6 separate regions of the Mus musculus genome follow, and all the other regions are linked to region 1. Evidence: chromatin contacts called from public Hi-C, promoter capture Hi-C and targeted proximity ligation data. All regions are on one chromosome and are shown on one strand. The core of a region is the stretch at or near the end of the contact, and the rest is flanking DNA. Distances in the headings are between cores, read along the strand shown.

What was found. Promoter capture Hi-C pulls out the DNA fragments that hold promoters and counts their contacts. Hi-C and Micro-C count contacts between places; a contact is called where the count stands out from the background.
Region 2: a contact with region 1 is called in a Hi-C map of B cells, with 5 read pairs. A contact is called at or near these places in 2 of 39 promoter capture datasets (both in liver) and 1 of 484 Hi-C or Micro-C datasets (B cells).
Region 3: a contact with region 1 is called in a targeted proximity ligation map of astrocytes, with 2.6 times the contacts expected there. A contact is called at or near these places in 1 of 39 promoter capture datasets (liver) and 1 of 130 datasets of targeted methods (astrocytes).
Region 4: a contact with region 1 is called in a promoter capture Hi-C map of liver, with 4 times the contacts expected there. A contact is called at or near these places in 1 of 39 promoter capture datasets (liver) and 1 of 9 other capture datasets (liver).
Region 5: a contact with region 1 is called in a promoter capture Hi-C map of liver, with 4 times the contacts expected there. A contact is called at or near these places in 1 of 39 promoter capture datasets (liver) and 1 of 130 datasets of targeted methods (pancreatic cancer cells).
Region 6: a contact with region 1 is called in a promoter capture Hi-C map of liver, with 2.6 times the contacts expected there. A contact is called at or near these places in 2 of 39 promoter capture datasets (cranial neural crest and liver) and 1 of 130 datasets of targeted methods (pancreatic cancer cells).

The regions. Positions count from the first base shown.
Region 1 is chr19:4,926,936-4,929,574 of GRCm38.p6, reverse strand. Dpp3 (dipeptidylpeptidase 3) reads left to right here and starts at 1,288. Exons shown (of 18, transcript NM_133803.2): 1 at 1,288-1,355; 2 at 2,516-2,639. The coding sequence starts at 2,521.
Region 2 is chr19:6,339,841-6,342,479 of GRCm38.p6, reverse strand. It overlaps Map4k2 (mitogen-activated protein kinase kinase kinase kinase 2), which reads right to left and starts at 1,320. Exons shown (of 32, transcript NM_009006.3): 1 at 1,135-1,320; 2 at 964-1,021; 3 at 646-736; 4 at 513-577; 5 at 170-225. The coding sequence starts at 1,230. It overlaps Men1 (multiple endocrine neoplasia 1), which reads right to left. Exons shown (of 10, transcript NM_001168489.1): 10 at 1,586-2,639. The coding sequence ends at 2,308.
Region 3 is chr19:6,275,553-6,278,191 of GRCm38.p6, reverse strand. Ehd1 (EH-domain containing 1) reads right to left here and starts at 1,296. Exons shown (of 5, transcript NM_010119.5): 1 at 814-1,296. The coding sequence starts at 1,217. Gm14963 (predicted gene 14963) reads left to right here and starts at 1,614. Exons shown (of 2, transcript NR_168273.1): 1 at 1,614-1,899.
Region 4 is chr19:6,163,118-6,165,756 of GRCm38.p6, reverse strand. It overlaps Batf2 (basic leucine zipper transcription factor, ATF-like 2), which reads right to left and starts at 1,318. Exons shown (of 3, transcript NM_028967.2): 1 at 1,204-1,318. The coding sequence starts at 1,242.
Region 5 is chr19:6,139,824-6,142,462 of GRCm38.p6, reverse strand. It overlaps Arl2 (ADP-ribosylation factor-like 2), which reads left to right and starts at 1,326. Exons shown (of 5, transcript NM_019722.3): 1 at 1,326-1,426. The coding sequence starts at 1,362. LOC115489019 (a long non-coding RNA gene) reads right to left here. Exons shown (of 3, transcript XR_003952891.1): 3 at 549-2,639.
Region 6 is chr19:6,117,247-6,119,885 of GRCm38.p6, reverse strand. Sac3d1 (SAC3 domain containing 1) reads left to right here and starts at 1,300. Exons shown (of 2, transcript NM_133678.3): 1 at 1,300-2,089. The coding sequence starts at 1,300. Snx15 (sorting nexin 15) reads left to right here. Exons shown (of 8, transcript NM_026912.2): 8 at 1-487. The coding sequence ends at 23.

The sequences.
Region 1 (2,639 bases), core at 39-2,538:
TTTTCCTATCTGGTTACACTTACATTTCAACTGGGTCTCAGTCAGACAACTTTATACCTCGTCTAGAAACAATGAGAACAGGCAAAAGGAAAGAAGAGGACTTTCCTCGGGACACATTTTTACAGAATTCCCCCTTATAATGACACTCACCAATCAGAACCAAGAGCTACTAGCGCTGTGGTGACAAGGCTGGCCTTAAGCACATGGTTGCTCTGGCCCCTCTAAATAGGCAAGGTAAGGAAGGTGTGTTGGATTTCAGTCCCGAAACACTACCTCCTACACAACTCTAGGGGACAGCACTACCTCTTGATGGCTGCCCATCCCTTGGGTAGACTTAGTCCTGAAGTAAAGCTGACAGTGTTCCAGAGTAAGAGAAGTGAGCTATCTAAAGTCACACAGCTGGTAGGAGACAGACATCTGATTGAACCCTAGACAGCCTAAGTCAGGCCCCAGCTCTTTGCAGTGCTTACCACATCTGGTCAGCAAGTACTTGCAAGAGCCATGGGTCACCCAGAAAGACTCCTCCCTGACTACCAAGAGTAAACAACATGCTTGTCTGCATCCTGGGCTGCCCTCCAGTCAATGTCACTGGAGACCGCTTTTCTATTCTAGCTGGCAAGTGGTCACACTAAGAAAGTGCCAGCTACTAGCTGGCCTCGACTTCAAGTGCGTTGAGGAAACTGGGGTTCCCAATGTTTTAAGGATGGCTTCCATGGCGACCCAGTGGAGCACCTGTAGCATTTTTCTGCACCCCTGGGACTACTGGTGGATGGGACTACTATTCGCACAGCCTACATACACTCTTTGTAAGAGCTTCGTAGTCTCCAAATAGCATCTCCAAATCCTAAATCCAGGGAGGAGGGGGTCCACATTATTATAGTCTTCTCTAAGTGGAGGTTCCTAACTGCCAAATCCAGGGTAGGGACACTGGAGGTGAAACCCCAAAGAGAGCAGGCTCCCAGCTACATGTGTGGAGGCTCCCGATGTATAGGAACTCTCACGTTTGGGGACCTTGTCAGTCCCCTCTGTCGGTACCCGACAGCAGCCACGCGGGGTACTGAGAAACTCAAACTTTTTCACCAAACATCGCCCTACGCCACGCCTCTGTGCAGTGAGGGCCAGCAGACAAAAGGCCAAGGCCTCGCGGTCCTTGCAAGGCAGGCACCACCCGTAGCGCTTGGGGGCGGGGAGAAGATGAGGGGAGGAACTGTCTTCGGTTCTTCTACTGGCTGTAGCTGCTGTCCGTCTGATCCCTGGGGCGACTACGGGTCGGTAGGGGCGGGGCTTGTGTCCCAATGAATGGGGCGGGGAGCCGGAAGCAGGAAGTGAGTTTGCGAACGGAGCAGCTGCAGCAGGTGAGGTACAGCGCCTTGGTTTTGGGGTCACGGTGTGTCATCTTCAGGAGATCAGAGCGAGGCCTGGCTGTGCATGCAAGATCATCCCCTTTCTGTCCACCCTTCAGTGCCTCTTCCAAATCTCTCCCAGCTTTTGGGCAAGGAGAATTTCCAGGCAGTAAAGAGTTAACACCTCTTTCCGAGCGAAGGGGTAGATGGGGCGGAGCCGCGCAAATAAGGAGTACAGAGGGTGGAAACGTGTCCTTAGCCAGGGGCGGAGCGTGGAGAATGTGGTGGGTTCGGAATTCCTTGGGTCCCAACTGAGCTGAAAAGCTTTGGATAAGTTGCTTGCTTTCCAAATGTCATATGGTTCCTATCTGGAAAATGGGTTGTGCCCTTATATGGCTTCCCAACAGAGCAACAGAAGAAAACAGGATAGTGAAGGGCTGAAGAAAGACATGAGACTGGGGCAGATGCTAGGAGGGAAAAGCTGGGACAAAATATCATTGCTGTTTTTGATTTATTTTTTGACAAGGTTTTATGTACCCCAGACTGACCTTGGAATCTGACCCTGGGCCTGGTTGTTGGTTAGACAAACTCTACCAACTGGGTCACATCCCTGTCCTGGATTTCATACCCAGCTGTTGAGCTTGGTGTCATACTCACAGTCAGTGTTGCAGAGGAGCAAAGAGCAGTGCAGGGAGGTGAAGCGGCTGCCCTGGGTTTTAGACCTTTTGGTGGAGCGGGGTTGGGACGGTGGGGTGGATATCCAGCATGAAGCCTTTGTCAGCAGTTGTGATGAGCTAGAGGTGTTGGGAAATTCTGAACAGAGACTAGGACATCTGAGAAGGTGGAGATGAGGCAGGGAGTGGCTGGGGCTGGGAGTCTAGTAATGAGGCTGTGTTCTGCCGGTTCTTCCTTCGTACACTTGGCATCCTGGGCCTTAGTGTCCTCATCTGTAATATGAAGTGATTGGATTCAGATTTTAAGTCTGAGAGGCCACAGGCCAAAGCTGGCCCGCAAGTATTTGAGTCTTTGAATCCCAGCATTTCAGGTGAATGGATGCGACTGGATTACTCCCTCCTGGACTTCTGGATGGAAGAAGTTAGTTAGCTCATGAGCTTTCAGAGCAGCCGCGAAGATGCTGCGCTCTCTGAGATGACTGTGATGTGTTCTTGCAGGGCTCATGGCAGATACCCAGTACATCCTGCCCAATGACATTGGTGTGTCTAGCCTGGACTGCAGGGAGGCATTCCGCCTGCTGTCACCCACAGAGCGCCTCTATGCCCATCACCTGTCTAGAGC
Region 2 (2,639 bases), core at 71-2,570, 1.4 Mb before region 1:
CCAAGAGGGAAATAGGCTGCTTCCGGCAACAGAACTGGGGGGCCCCCTCCTGCTAGGACCTCCACCCCCTGAGTCAGCCCATCCCAAGGTCCCAATCTCCCACTGGCCAGATGTGTTGGGCCCACACTCCTGAGGATTCCAAAATGGGTGCTGCCTATGAGCCCCATACCTTCAGTGCCTCCCGGCAAACATAGGCAATCTGCCGTTCTTCCAGGGGCCCAGTGGCTGAAACATACAGAATGGGGGCTGAAGAGAAAGAGCCTGAGGGATATGCTGACCCTCCCTACCCACCCTGCAGAGTGGGGAGCAGCAGGCACCACTACAGCAAAGTGATGTTAGCCAAATTTCTTCCAGACTCAGGCTGGGAAACTGAGCCCAGAGGAGGATAGTATTTCTCTCAAGGTCACACAGCCAGTCAGAAGCTAAGAGGAGTCCAAGTGCAGCCAGAAGGATGCCTTCCTACCCCTATGTTGGGATCGGGAAAGGCCATGTCCATGGAGTCTGGATCTCACCGTGGTAAATCTCCTGCAGTGACCCTCCTCCACAGAACTCCATACAGATCCACAATCGGTCATTCCTGGGGAGACAGAGAGCTGGGGTGGCACAATGCAAGGCACAAGAGGGTAAGAGGATAAACAACCTCACCTGAGGTAGCTGCCGATGTAGGCCACGACATTGGGGTGGCGGCATTCACGAAGGATGGTGATTTCCTGCTGAAGAGAGCTGATGTCGTCCCCTGGGGAGCACAAGGCATTATGGGGGGGGGGGGGGAACGAATAGCCTAGACTCTGTCCCTATGTGCAAAATGAGCATAGAGTATTTCTCTCCTTGCCGAGCAGGTGCCAAACCTTAGTTTCTCCTGGGGTCGGCTTCACGGGGGGGTCTAGAAAATGTTAACTCTCTGCCCCCGCCAGCTCACCCGCCCGCCTCCCAGGAGCACAGAGGCCCCACCCGGGCCCACACCTGGGTCTAGCTTGACGATCTTCACCGCGGCCAGTTCGGACGTGACGGTGTCACGGGCCTAGGGGCGAGAAGCGGGGTGAGGAGGGGGCGGGGCCGGGGTTCCCGCGGCGGGACGTGAAGATGCACCCTCCTCCTGCGCTCCCGCCCGTCCCGCAGCCCCGCTCAGCGCACCTTGTAAACGTCGCCATAGGTCCCGGCCCCCACACGCTGTAGCAGCTCGAAGCGGTCCCGCGGATCCTGCAGCGACACGTCCCGCAACAGCGCCATGGCCCGGCGCCGGACCCGCCGGCGGGCGCAAGCTGCGGAGCCGGCGCGGAGCGGCGCGGGGTGGGGCGGGGCGAAGCGAGCGGGCAGGCAGGGGCAGCGCCGAGACTCGGAGGCCGTAGGGGCGGGGCCAGCCCGGGGCGGGGCCAGCCCGGGGCTGCCCCGCCGCCCGCCTGGCCGAGAGGAGGCGCCCTGGTTGCGCGGGGAAGTCCCAGAAGCAGGGGCGGAGCTTAGGTACCCCTCCCAATTCTCGCCGCGCTACAGGTGCAGAGCATAAAGTTCAAAATCCTAAAACAGCAAAAGCAGATATCCACTCCCGCCCCATCCCCGATTTCTCAGATGAAACACATACATACATCTCTCTTTTTTCTTAACAAAATGCATTTATCTTTCTTGGAACTGAAAAATAAATCTATGTACAAAACAGGAAGAGGCTGGCCCTCCCCCACCCCGTGCAGATTTCCTCCTGGGACCTCAGGGAGGTTCCCAGAGGGCTGGAAGAGGTCCTGCTCTGTTCTTGCGCCAGTTTGGTCAGGAAGGGGGCGAGGCTCAGTATTCACAGATAAGAGTCGGAGCTTCATGTCCTGTACTCAGGGGCTAGGGAGACGAGGAAGATTTCCAAATTCGGGCAGCAATATGTAAGTTCTTTGGGGTAAGGGATTTGGATTCCCAAAGGATGGAACTCTATATAAAGTGCGGAAATCTACCCCTAGGGACTGAATGGTCCTTGGTTTCCAGGTAGCAACTGTGCTCTGGGGCTAAGGTCAATCTAGCCCCCAAGTGGGAGGAATGCCCTACTGTTCAGGCGTGACTTGGGCTCCTGTCATGGTCCACTGAATTTCGGGGGATTGGACCTACAATGAGGTTCCAATTGGCCGGCTGGTGGGGATGACACCTACATTCTAAGAACTGAGCCAGGGCTCTGGGGCCTGAAGAGGGGCTAAATGAAGGCTCCTAGTCACTGCAGGACAGCTCTGGGTCCCCTAGGACTGAGGGCGGAGTCTAGGCTTGAATTAGAGGATGAGGGTGAAGCCTGCTGGGAGTGAGGGCAGGCCTGGGGCCTTGCCACAGAATCAGAGTTCAGAGGCCCTTGCGCTGCCGCTTTAGGAAAGAGAGTGTGTAGTCGCTGGGTGTGGACACTTTCTGTTTCTTCATCTGCACTTGCGACTGTGCCGTGAGTTGCAGCTTGATGGCGCTCGAGTTGATCTTGGTGGCCACCAGTAGCTCCTTCATGCCTTTCATCTTCTCACTCTGGAAAGTGAGCACTGGGCCCTCTGGGGGTGGCGATGCTGCAGGTGCTGGAGCCTGAGCAGCATTGCCGACTTCCTGGCCACCGCGGGTAGTACCTGGGACAGTCCCTGACGTTTTCCTAGGTGGTCCCGACCCTGCACTTTGTCCTGAGCCCGGGCCCT
Region 3 (2,639 bases), core at 47-2,546, 1.3 Mb before region 1:
ATCCTGAGGGGCTGACTCTAACTCACCGGGAACTGGTTAAGCTGAGACTCCAGGAGACACACGAAGTCTATCCAATCTATCCTAGACTATGGGTCTGGTCATTTCAGGAGCCACAGTGTTACCACCCCCTGAAGTCCCTGAAGTCTCCTGAGGCAACACTGACTTAAGCTTTTTTTGTTTTGTTGTGTTTGAGACAGGGTTGTCTCCTGTACTCCTGGCTGGTTTGGCATTCACGTAAGTGCTGCTTTTAGGAGGGGTGTTGGGACTCCTTCATCCCCTGCCTTCAAAGGGGGCTGCCCCCAAATCAGCAGACCAAAGCATAGCCTCCGCGCCCTTCCTACACAAAACCACTGGTCCCTGGAGATGTGACGCAGAGAGTGACACACTAGCAAAAGGAACATCTAAGTCTCGAGGTTTCCCAGGACACACACTTTAAAAACGGACCCCAGAGGAGGAGGGGGATTCATGAGAATGAGCTGGGTGCCTCCAGAATGAGGAACAAGAAAGGGGGGACAGCAATGGTTCATCTTCTCACAGCAGCCCCCCGCTCTGTGGGAAGTAGGTCTGGGGTCTGCAGGAGGATGTGAGAGTTAAACTGAAAACCTGGAAGGTTCTGGGAATGACAGAAGCCAGAAGAGTGGACGATGCCTAGTCTCTAACTTCTCTCGGGTAGTTAGTGGGACGCAGCAAAGCCGGTGTCCCTGGGAGTGGTCGCCTAGGGTCTGGCGGGGGCTCTCGGAGACAAAGGCCGGCTGGGGGCAATGGCTCCGGAGGCCTTTGGTATCCTCGCGCTGGGGGGCAAGGGGTGGGTACCTGTTGAGGAAGGCGTTGCCGAAGGCGTTGAGCTTGCGGAAGGGGCGCCGCGGGTCCACGACGAGCGCGTTGCCGGGCACCACGCCCTCGGTGGGGCCGTGCATGACCGCGATGAAGGAGTCGGTGGTGGGCTCCGGCCCGATGCGCATCCCCGGGAAGTCCTGCTCGATCAGGTGGCGGATGAAGGTGGTCTTGCCGGTGCTGTACTGGCCGACCAGGAGCACCATCGGCTTGTTGTCGAAGTCAGCGTCCTCCAGCGCGGGCGAGTGGAACTCGTGGAAGCGATAGTGCTCCTCCAGCGGCAGCAGCTTCTGCGCGTACAGCTGCCGCAGCCCCTCGGCCACCGTCTGGAAGAGCTCCGGCTCCTTCTTGCGGCGGGCATCCTTGCTCACCCAGCTGAACATGATGCCGGAGACGGGGCTGGCTGCTACAGGACGGAGCGGTGGCTGAGCGGGACTGGGGCGCGCGGCCGAGGAGGGGCCGGCCGGCCGGCGGAGGGCAGAGGGGCAGGGGGCGGGGCGCTGCCCGCACCGCGCAGGCGCAGGCTCGAGGGCCGGCGTGAGGACCACGACAGCGCCCTCTGCCGAGGGTCGCGCGAACCTCGTCGAGCCGCCCCTTTATAATAAGCCGGAGCCCGGCGTTCCCGCACGCTGGCCGCCGCCTCGAGGCTGGCCCGAGAGGAGGCGGGGGAAGAGCCCTCCAGGCCCCGCCCCATTCGCGTGCCACGTCCTCTTCTGCTTCCCATTAGCTGATTTCAAATATCGCGAGCTCGTGGCTGCGGTGCCTTGGCAACCGCACCTGTTTTGCTCCGCCCCTCGAGGGATGGCTCGTGGAAGTGTGGCGGTCGCGGGTGCCAGAGTCTGGCGTCGAGATGTACTAAGTCTGAGCACCATCTAGCACGTGTGGGCTTCCGGACACCCCCAAGTACTTCAGCTGCGCTCCCCAACTGCAGTGTTTCCGCTGGCTAGGAACTCCCAAAAGCATCGGGAGCCTCACCCTTTGGTCTTTTAGCGACTCTGGAGAGGGACAGGACAGCGGGAATAGGGAAAGCCGAGGGAGTACAGGACACCGGGAAGAGGAATATCGGTAAGGAAGGAGGAAGAGTGCGCTGGGACTCCACTCAGACTGATGGGAGAGGGACACGGCAATGGAAACAATTGACGTGACCTAGCGGGGAGTTTTCACCAAGGCGGTGCCAGCTGCGGAATGGGGTAAAAAGTTGCAGCTTTCTGGCTAGATGAGTTTGGAGGAAGTGAAATCGGAAATACCCTTTGTAAGGAAGAGGGGCAGTGTTGAGCAACAATGAAATGTTGTGGGAACTTAGGGGAAATTAAAAGCCCCAAAATTTCCGCTTTCCTGTCAGGGACACCACCAGTACCATCTCTTGTTCCGTTCTGAGTCCCAACCTGTTTCCAGTTGGTAGCTGTTCCCCACCATCATACCTGGCCACACCTAAGCCCCCTTGGCTGTGTCTGCTGGTGTCTAGTGGGTGATGTCAGAGATTTGGGGACTATGATTGTTAGGTAACTAATATCAGGTCACCCAAGTGGCAGGAGGATCTAAGGGCCATTGGAGAAGTCTAAAAGGCACCGGAGGAGTTGTTTAGCACACAGTTGTGGTCTCAACTGTTTGGAAAGGTTGGAGGATCACTTGAACCCATCGATTTGAGGCCAGCCTCGACAACAGACGCTGTCTTAAAAGAAAAAAAAAAAAAGACAAAATATTTATCGATGAGGCTAAATTCATAGCTTAGTGGTAGAAGCACTTGCTTAGCGTGCACAAGCCAGTAGGGCCCATCCCCAACAGCACTAGAGCCAACAGAAAAT
Region 4 (2,639 bases), core at 69-2,568, 1.2 Mb before region 1:
GCAGGTGTTAAGTCCCCTGGAGCTGGAGTTACAGGTGATTTGGTTGTGAGCTGCCCCGTGAAGGTGTTGGGAACCAATCTCGGGTCCTCTCCAAGAGCAGTGAGCATTCCTAACTGGCCCCCACCTAGTTTGTTTGTTTGTTTGTTGTTTGTTTGTGAGATATAGTCTCTCACTGGTCTGGGACTCACCAGTAAGACTGGGCTGCCTGGTCAGCAAGCGCCCCTCTCCCAGGGCTGGGCTTACAGGTGCTTGCCACCTAACCAGGTGCTTTATGGATGCTAGGGACCAAGCTCAGGTCTTTAGGCTTCCGAGACAAGTACTTCACTGACTATGCTATCTCCCCATCCCTTCAACAAACATTTATTAAACATCTACTATGCACCAGGCACAAAACTAGAAGGGCACAGAAGTGGGAAAAAGAAGAAGAAAAAGGAGGAGTAGGAAGAGGAGACAAAACAAACAAATAAAATTAGGCAAAATGGCAAGATGTAATGGAAGGATTAGTTCAGGCCAGACTTGGCTACATAGTGAGTTTGAAGCCAGCCTGGGATACACGAGATCTTTCCTCAAAGCAGGAATGTCACCTACCTGGCACAGAAGAGATCTACAAGACTCCATGCTCACTCACAGGGCAGTGGGGCGGCTGCCTAGAACTGATGGAGATTCCATTGGGCAGAGAGGACTGCTCCTGAGAGCTCTGAGCCCTCCAACCCCGGGGACCACAAAACTTAAATGGAACTTGAAGTCAAATGCCTAGAGCGGGACCCTGTCTCTGTCACTCCACCTCAGGCAAGACTCCAGCCACTCTGGCTGAGGACTCTGCATGTCCCTTGGATTGTGGCTATATCCTCCTCAGGGCAAACTTCAGACCAGAATAGAGGCTGGAGAAAGACAGAGTCAGCGAGGAAAGAAGGCAGCTGTGATTTGGGAGACTAGAGAGAGAAGGGAAGGATCTGGGAAACGCTGCAAGGTGAGAGCAAATGGATTGCGAGGAAGCAGTACGCACGCATGCAGGGTCCAAGTTCAAAGCTGGAGACTGGTCTGCAGTGTGAGCGCCAGGAAGTCATTCCAGTGCCCAGGAGGAACTAAACCGTGAGATGGGAGTGTGCAGCCCAGTTCCCAGGTCACACAGATCATGGTGACCTTACTGCAGCCTTCCTTGTCTCTCTCCATAGCGTTTCTTTCCTAGTCCCCTGTACTCACTGTCTCAGTCAGCAGCTCGCTACTCCCACAGAGTTGCATGGCTTAGGCAAGGGGAAAAGAGGTTCAGTCTGGTCCTGGATGTCCCCTCAGCAGCTGTCCCCTCCCAGTGACCTATGGAGGCCCAAGGAAGTGGTGGCTCTTTAAATCCCCAGTGGCCACTCCGCCCCTAGCACACCCAGTTTCAGTTTCTCCTAAAACCATGGGCTGCCCAGAATCCCTGGCTCTTGCTCGCTCACGCTCACTCACGTGGGTGGAACTTCCTAACAAGAGCAGCCTTCCGGTTAGGCCCCTTCTCTAGAAGAAGGATGGTGGAGGGTAGATGGGAGCAGTTAACAAGACCGTATCCTGGAGAGGGCTGGCAGGATGCCAGGGACAGAACCTAGAGGAAAAGCGGGGTTGGGGTGGGGTGCGTGAAGGAGCCCCCATAGTCTCTGAGAAAGTCCAGGTTCACAGTCCACACTGGAGCTGTGCAGCTTTGAGAAGGTGATTCACCTTCTCTGAACTTTGGTTTCCTTATCTATGAAGGGTATGGGTAGGGTGGAGCAAATTTCCAGGCCTGCGGCTGGGTGTGCCTGGTGTGGTACTTGCACTGGAGAAGCAGAGGCAGGAGAATCATTCATGAGTTTGAAGCCAACCTGGGCTACATAGTAAGAACTAAAAATTCTCAAAATATAAAAGTTCCCAGGCATAACAAAAGAACTGTGACAACACGACCACTCCAAACTCTCTGAGACCGATGTTGGACTCATGCAAAAAATCAACAATCAGAGCTGGCGTGATAGTGCTCGTGACTGCACGAACCTCCAAATCTCAGGACTCAGAGGCAGAGCCCAGCAGGTATCTGAGTTAAAGGCCAGCCTGGTCTACAGAGTAAGTTACAGGACAACCAGGGCTAAATGATGAGACCCTGTCCCACTGATGATGAAGAATTTAAACTTTTTAAATTTAATTTATGCATACCAGTGTTTTGCTTGCATGTATGTCTCTGCCCTACATATATGCCCCGTGTCCTCAGAGGCCAAAAGAGGGCACTGGAGCCCCTGGAACTAGAGTTTCAGATATTTATAAGCAAAAATGTAGGCGCTAGAAACTGAACCTGGATCTTCTGGAAGAATAGCCAGTGCTCTTAATCGCTGAGTCATCTCTCAAGCCCACAAAATAAAACTTTTAAAGGAATCTTTATGTCCAAGTTTATATTTAAAAAACAAAAAGTGCTAAATCTGGGCACAGTGGCAGATGCCTATAATCCTTGGGAAATGGAGGCAAGAGGACCAGAAGGACAAGGCAGTTTATGGCTACACAGAATTGGGGTCTAGCCTGGGTTAGAAGAGACGGTGTCTCTTAATAAATAAGTAAAGTAAATAAAAATAAAAAGACTGCAATTGATTAGTAGTGTCTGCCATGTCGTGATGTCTGTAATGACCAGAGTTATGCAA
Region 5 (2,639 bases), core at 77-2,576, 1.2 Mb before region 1:
GAAATCTCACCAATTAAAAAAAAAAAAAAAAAAAAAAAAAAAAAAAAAAAAAAACTTGCTGAGAAAGTCTGATGCTAAATTCCCTGCCTGGAACCCACATAAAAGTGCGACAATCGGGGCTGGAGAGATGGCTCAGCGGTTAAGAGCACTGACTGCTCTTAACCTGAGTTCAAATCTCAGCAACCACACCGGTGGCTCACAACAACCTATAATGAGATCTGATGCCCTCTTCTAAGGGGTCTGAAGACAGCTACAGTGTACTTACATATAAATTAATCTTAAAAAAAAAGTGTGAGAATCAGCTCCACAAAGTTGTCCTCTGATCTCCAGTGGTATGTGCAGACACGCGCGCGCGCACACACACACACACACACACACACATACAGAGTTTACACACAACAATGATGATTGTTTTGAGACAGGGTCTCAGATGTGTAGCCCTTTCTGTCCTCAATATATATACAGACCAGGCTGCCCTCAAACTCACAGAGATCCACTTGTCTATGCCACCCAGGCATTGGAATTAAAGATATGTGCCAACACAACCAGCAAAGAAAAAAAAATTTTTTTTAAAGAACTCTTGTCAAAGTCATTTACTGAAGATAATCTGATTGTACAGCTAGTACATGCCAGCAGCCATGAGGCTAAGCACCAGGTGGGCTTCAGGTTTTTTATCGTTGTTTTTTGAGACAGGCTCTGCCCTGCCAGTTTTATCCTAACAGTTGGGATAGAGCGTCTCAACCTGATAGGGTCCTAGATAGCACTCAATCCTTTGTGCGGGTCTGGTCCCTGCATTGCGGGGAGCTTGGAACTCTAAACAACCCAAGGAGGCCATACTGTCCGCACATTTAGAAATGGCCCCTAGGGGGAGTCATCATCCTCAAGTGAACGCACAGAGCCATTTCCGACAGAGTCCCGGACCAGGACCAACGGTTTTCCGTCACTGGTAAATGAATGGAAGTCACAAGATGCACTGGTGGGAACCGTATTACAGTCCCCGGATGATTCGTCAGCTCTTTGTGGAACCAGATTCCGACTCCTAGCTCAGAATCTCTTCGCGGCTACTCCCTACCCAGACGAGATACTGCTCGAGAAAGTCAGCCTCTGTCTGGCATCCGACCGAGGCCTCGGAGTCGGAAGGCTTAGGGACTTCTCCCTTGTCCCCACCAACCCTCTGCCTTCCCGACAAGGGTTAACGCAGCAGGCTTCAAAGTCGCCGCAGCGCCTCTAGGGGGCGACGCCCTGCACTCCTGTGGTCACGTGACAACGAGGGCGGCCACAAGCGCCAGGCTGGCCAATAGGAGACGGGAGCGGGGTCCCGGGACTAGAAGAAACGGCGGCCGGGAGGGGGCTACGGGATCATGGGGCTTCTGACCATTCTGAAGAAGATGAAGCAGAAAGAGCGAGAGCTGCGGCTGCTCATGCTGTATCCTCCGAGCGCTAGAGCGGTCGCGAGGGTAGCGGGGCCCGCCGGGTGGGCGGAGCCGGGCGTGGGGGGGCGCGGCCGCCGTGGGTACCTATTGCCGGTGGTGCGTCACGCACGCGGCGCTACCACTGCTCGGCGCGGGGCCGGGGAGGGCCGTACCACTCTGCGGGGTGGGGGTTGGCGTGCAGAAGGCAGCCCGGTGGTCTCAAGGCCCGGCCTAGACTTGGGACTCCAGTATCACTGCGAGGCGCGACGCAGTGGTGGTGACTCGGACGTCACGCTGCCTCGGGCTGGCCCGAGCGTGGGCCCTGCTCCTCCCTGGCGCTGACCCCCTCCCCTTCATCTACGGGTGTAGGCCTTGGCGCTTCCCTTAGGGTCGGAATCCCAGGGTCTCGAGGACCGCCTAGGCTCCTGCGAGTAGGCGTGGACTCGGTTGGCCACAGGTCCCGCTGTCACTTAAGGCCACCAGCGACCTTTCACCGCATTAACTGGCACCTGCATCACCCGTCTTGCACTGTGCCGGGCCACCTAGGCATCTGCGATCCACAAAGTAGCAGAGGGAGAAAAGGAAATTTAATGTGCACGTAGAACTTTACCACTCGTGCGTGTTTTAGACAATTCTGAGAAAGACACTCATTAGATGACCTCCAAGCACCTATGTTAGGGAATTCGGTAAAACAGGGAAGCGAAAAAGGCTTCATTTCAGATATTCTGTGATGAAAGGGGAGAAAAAATTGATAAAGCAAGTAAGATATGTAGTGTAGGATGAGAAGAATAGAGTCCACAAGGAGGTAGAGAGAGCTGGGAAAACGTAAGCAGAGGACCTGCAAGTGCGAAGGCCCTGGAGGAGGATAAGACAGGCATGTTCAAGAAAGGTTGAGAAGGAAAGAGCTGGAGAGAGGGAGAGCCCATGGGCTGGGGCCATTTAGGCAGCTGGACTATGAAGGGAGCACAGGATGGTGGCTTAGACCATGGTGGTAGTAGGAGAGTATTATGACTTGCTGCTGAATGGGAGAAGACAATGAGGGAGATGTAGCCAAGCATGAACTGGTCTCTGGCCAGAGTGTTCAGAAGGACAAGGAGCCACTTGCTGAGATGAGAGACGCATGTCCCTGGGAAGACACCAACCCTGACTGTTGGGCAGGTAGGTAGCAGCCATCAGCCTAGAAACGATCATGGGATGGCCCAGCTGGGGAGTGCTGAGACCCAGGTG
Region 6 (2,639 bases), core at 51-2,550, 1.2 Mb before region 1:
TGCTTCACACACACTTGCCCTAAGGGGTGGACCCTTCCTGGGATGTCAGCTCCAGCACTGCCAGCCACCCCCACTGCTCTCTTTGGGACCTGGCCGTGCTTCCTGCTCGTATGACTACCAGGGGCCATATCTGTATTAACTGGATCAAGTATAAGAAAAGCAAAGACTTCTCAGCTCTGACCTGCCTGCCTCCTTGGAATTAGACTTGAACTTCTGATCCTGCCTATCTGTTCTATGTGAGTGGCATCTGGGCCCCTAACCTGTCAGTTCACCCATCTAGACCAGAGTCTGTAGCCAGACCTGGCCCACTGCCTTTTTTGTAAGGCCCTTGAGAGCCTTCCTTCCTTTCTCTTTCTTTCCTTTCCTTTCCTTTTCTCTTCTTCTCTTTCTTTCTTTTTTTTTATGGTTGGAAGAAAAAAGATTCTTTGACTAGTGAAAATCTCATAAAATTTAAATACGTGTGAGTAAAACACATGCCTGAACACAACCAGGTCCATTTGCTTATTATTGTCTGTGGTTGAGTTTACATTGTACCAACAGAGTTGAATAAGCGGTGTCTGGCACATCATACCCATTATGTTTATAAGAAGATAAAGAGAGGAGGAATATGTTCCATTGAGGTGCTTCAGCTGGCCCTTGCCAAGGCATCCTATCCCCCTGAGGGACCAGCCAAGCGATGGTAATAGTAGAATTTATTCAGGACATGGGAAGGGGAGTTAAGAGGGTACTAGAGGCAGAGAAAGGCAGAGAGAGGAGGGGGGGAGAGAGAAGTAGAGGAGTAGAGAATTAGAAGCTGGCCATGAGCACAGGGAGGGGGAGGGGCAAGGGACTAGAGCAGGAGCAAGAAGGCAAGAGAGAGGAGGGGGCAAGCAGCCCCTTTTATAATGGGTCAGGCCTACCTGACTGTTGCCAGGTAGCTGTTGGGTGGAGCCTACCTGGTTGTTGTCAGCTAACTGTGAAGTGAAGCTTAGACAGAATGCTAATAATAACTATGAATGAGTGGCCGCGCCTTTAATCCGGGAATTGGAAGGCAAAGAGACAGGCGGATCTCTACTGAGTCAGCCTGGTCTATATAGTGACTTCCAGACCATGCAAAGGTACACAGTTAAAACAAAACGCATAGGGAAACAATGAAGAATGACAGGCACGCAGCACTAGCTGAGTGTGTTAAAGAAATAATAGACACGTACGTAAAGCAGGACTTGCTACTTCGAGAGCCCTAAGAACAAAAAGCTAAACCAACAAATCCCAGCCCTGGGGAGGTGTGGCCTGCGTCGCGGGACTACAAACCGATGCATCATGGGACGATTTAAGGGGGAAAACCGAAGCCAGGCGCGATGGATTATGGGAGGCGTTTCTAAAGGCCGCGGGAGCGGCAAATCGAGAAAGCCGCGGCAGGCTGCGTTTGGCCAGACTGGGGCTCGAGTCTGTCCCTCGAGCCCACGGCAGGATGCAGTGCCGCGCTTCCGCTGGCCCGGCGATGCTGAGTGTGCGTCCTCTACCCACACCCCTACCATGTCCGGCTGCAAACTACCCATGGGCCTGTGCCCAGACATGTGCCCGGCCGCCGAGCGCGCCCGACGCGAGCGCGAGCGCCGCCTGCACCGACTGGAGGTGGAGCCAGGCGGCCGTGGGAACGCTCCCCGAGCCGACCCCAAGCGCACAGTGAAGGAGTACAGCCGGCCGGCAGCGGGCAAACCCCGGCCCCCGCCAAGCCTGCTGCGGCCGCCGCCAGTGCTCTTAGCCACCGTGCGTTATCTGGCCGGTGAGGTGGCTGGCCGCGGCGACGTGTCGTGCGCGGAGGTGGCGAGCTTTGTGGCCGACCGCCTGCGCGCAGTGCGGCTAGATCTGTCGCTGCAGGGCGTGGACGACGCGGACGCAGCGACAGTGCTGGAGGCTGCGCTGGCCACGCTGCTGGCCGTGGTGGCGCGGGTGCGGCCAGAAGAGACGCGCGGAGCCGCGGACCCGGTGCTGCTTCAGACTCAGGTGCAGGAAGGCTTCGGTTCGCTGCGGCGCTGCTACGCGCGGGGCAAAGGCCCCTACCCCCGCCAGGCTGCTTTTCAGGGCCTCTTTCTGCTCTACAACTTGGGTGAGTCGATCCCAGAGAACTAAGTGCGGGGACCCGAGGAGCCTGGGGTGGGGAAGACGCAATTGTAGCAGCAACGGCGAACTATAGCTTGGGAGTACTGTAACTTCCATCCCCCAGCAATAGCTTCTTCTTGGGAAAGTCAGTTGGTAAAAGTCCCGACGTGGGACCTCAGGTCTGACATTCTCAAATTGGCTGTTTTCTACATAGTAGAGGTGGAAGGAGGTAGGATAGTACTGAGAGAGTTGACCTAGAAAGCGCTTTCCAAACTTATAAGAACTGCTCCGTGGGCTGGCCCATAAACATATCTAACAGGAGGTGCTAAAAGATTCCCTTCTATGGGTGATTTAATTATAGGAAAGTCCAGTGGGCGTGGTAACAGGCGCCTTGTATGGGAACACTTTGGAGGCAGAGGCAGGCAGATTCTTTGATGATTTTATATGTGGAGACAATATATTTGTATCATACATGCACACAGTGACTCTTTGTTTTTTCTTTTTTTTCTTTTTTCCAGACAGGGTTTCTCTGTGTAGCCCTGGCAGTCCTGGAACTC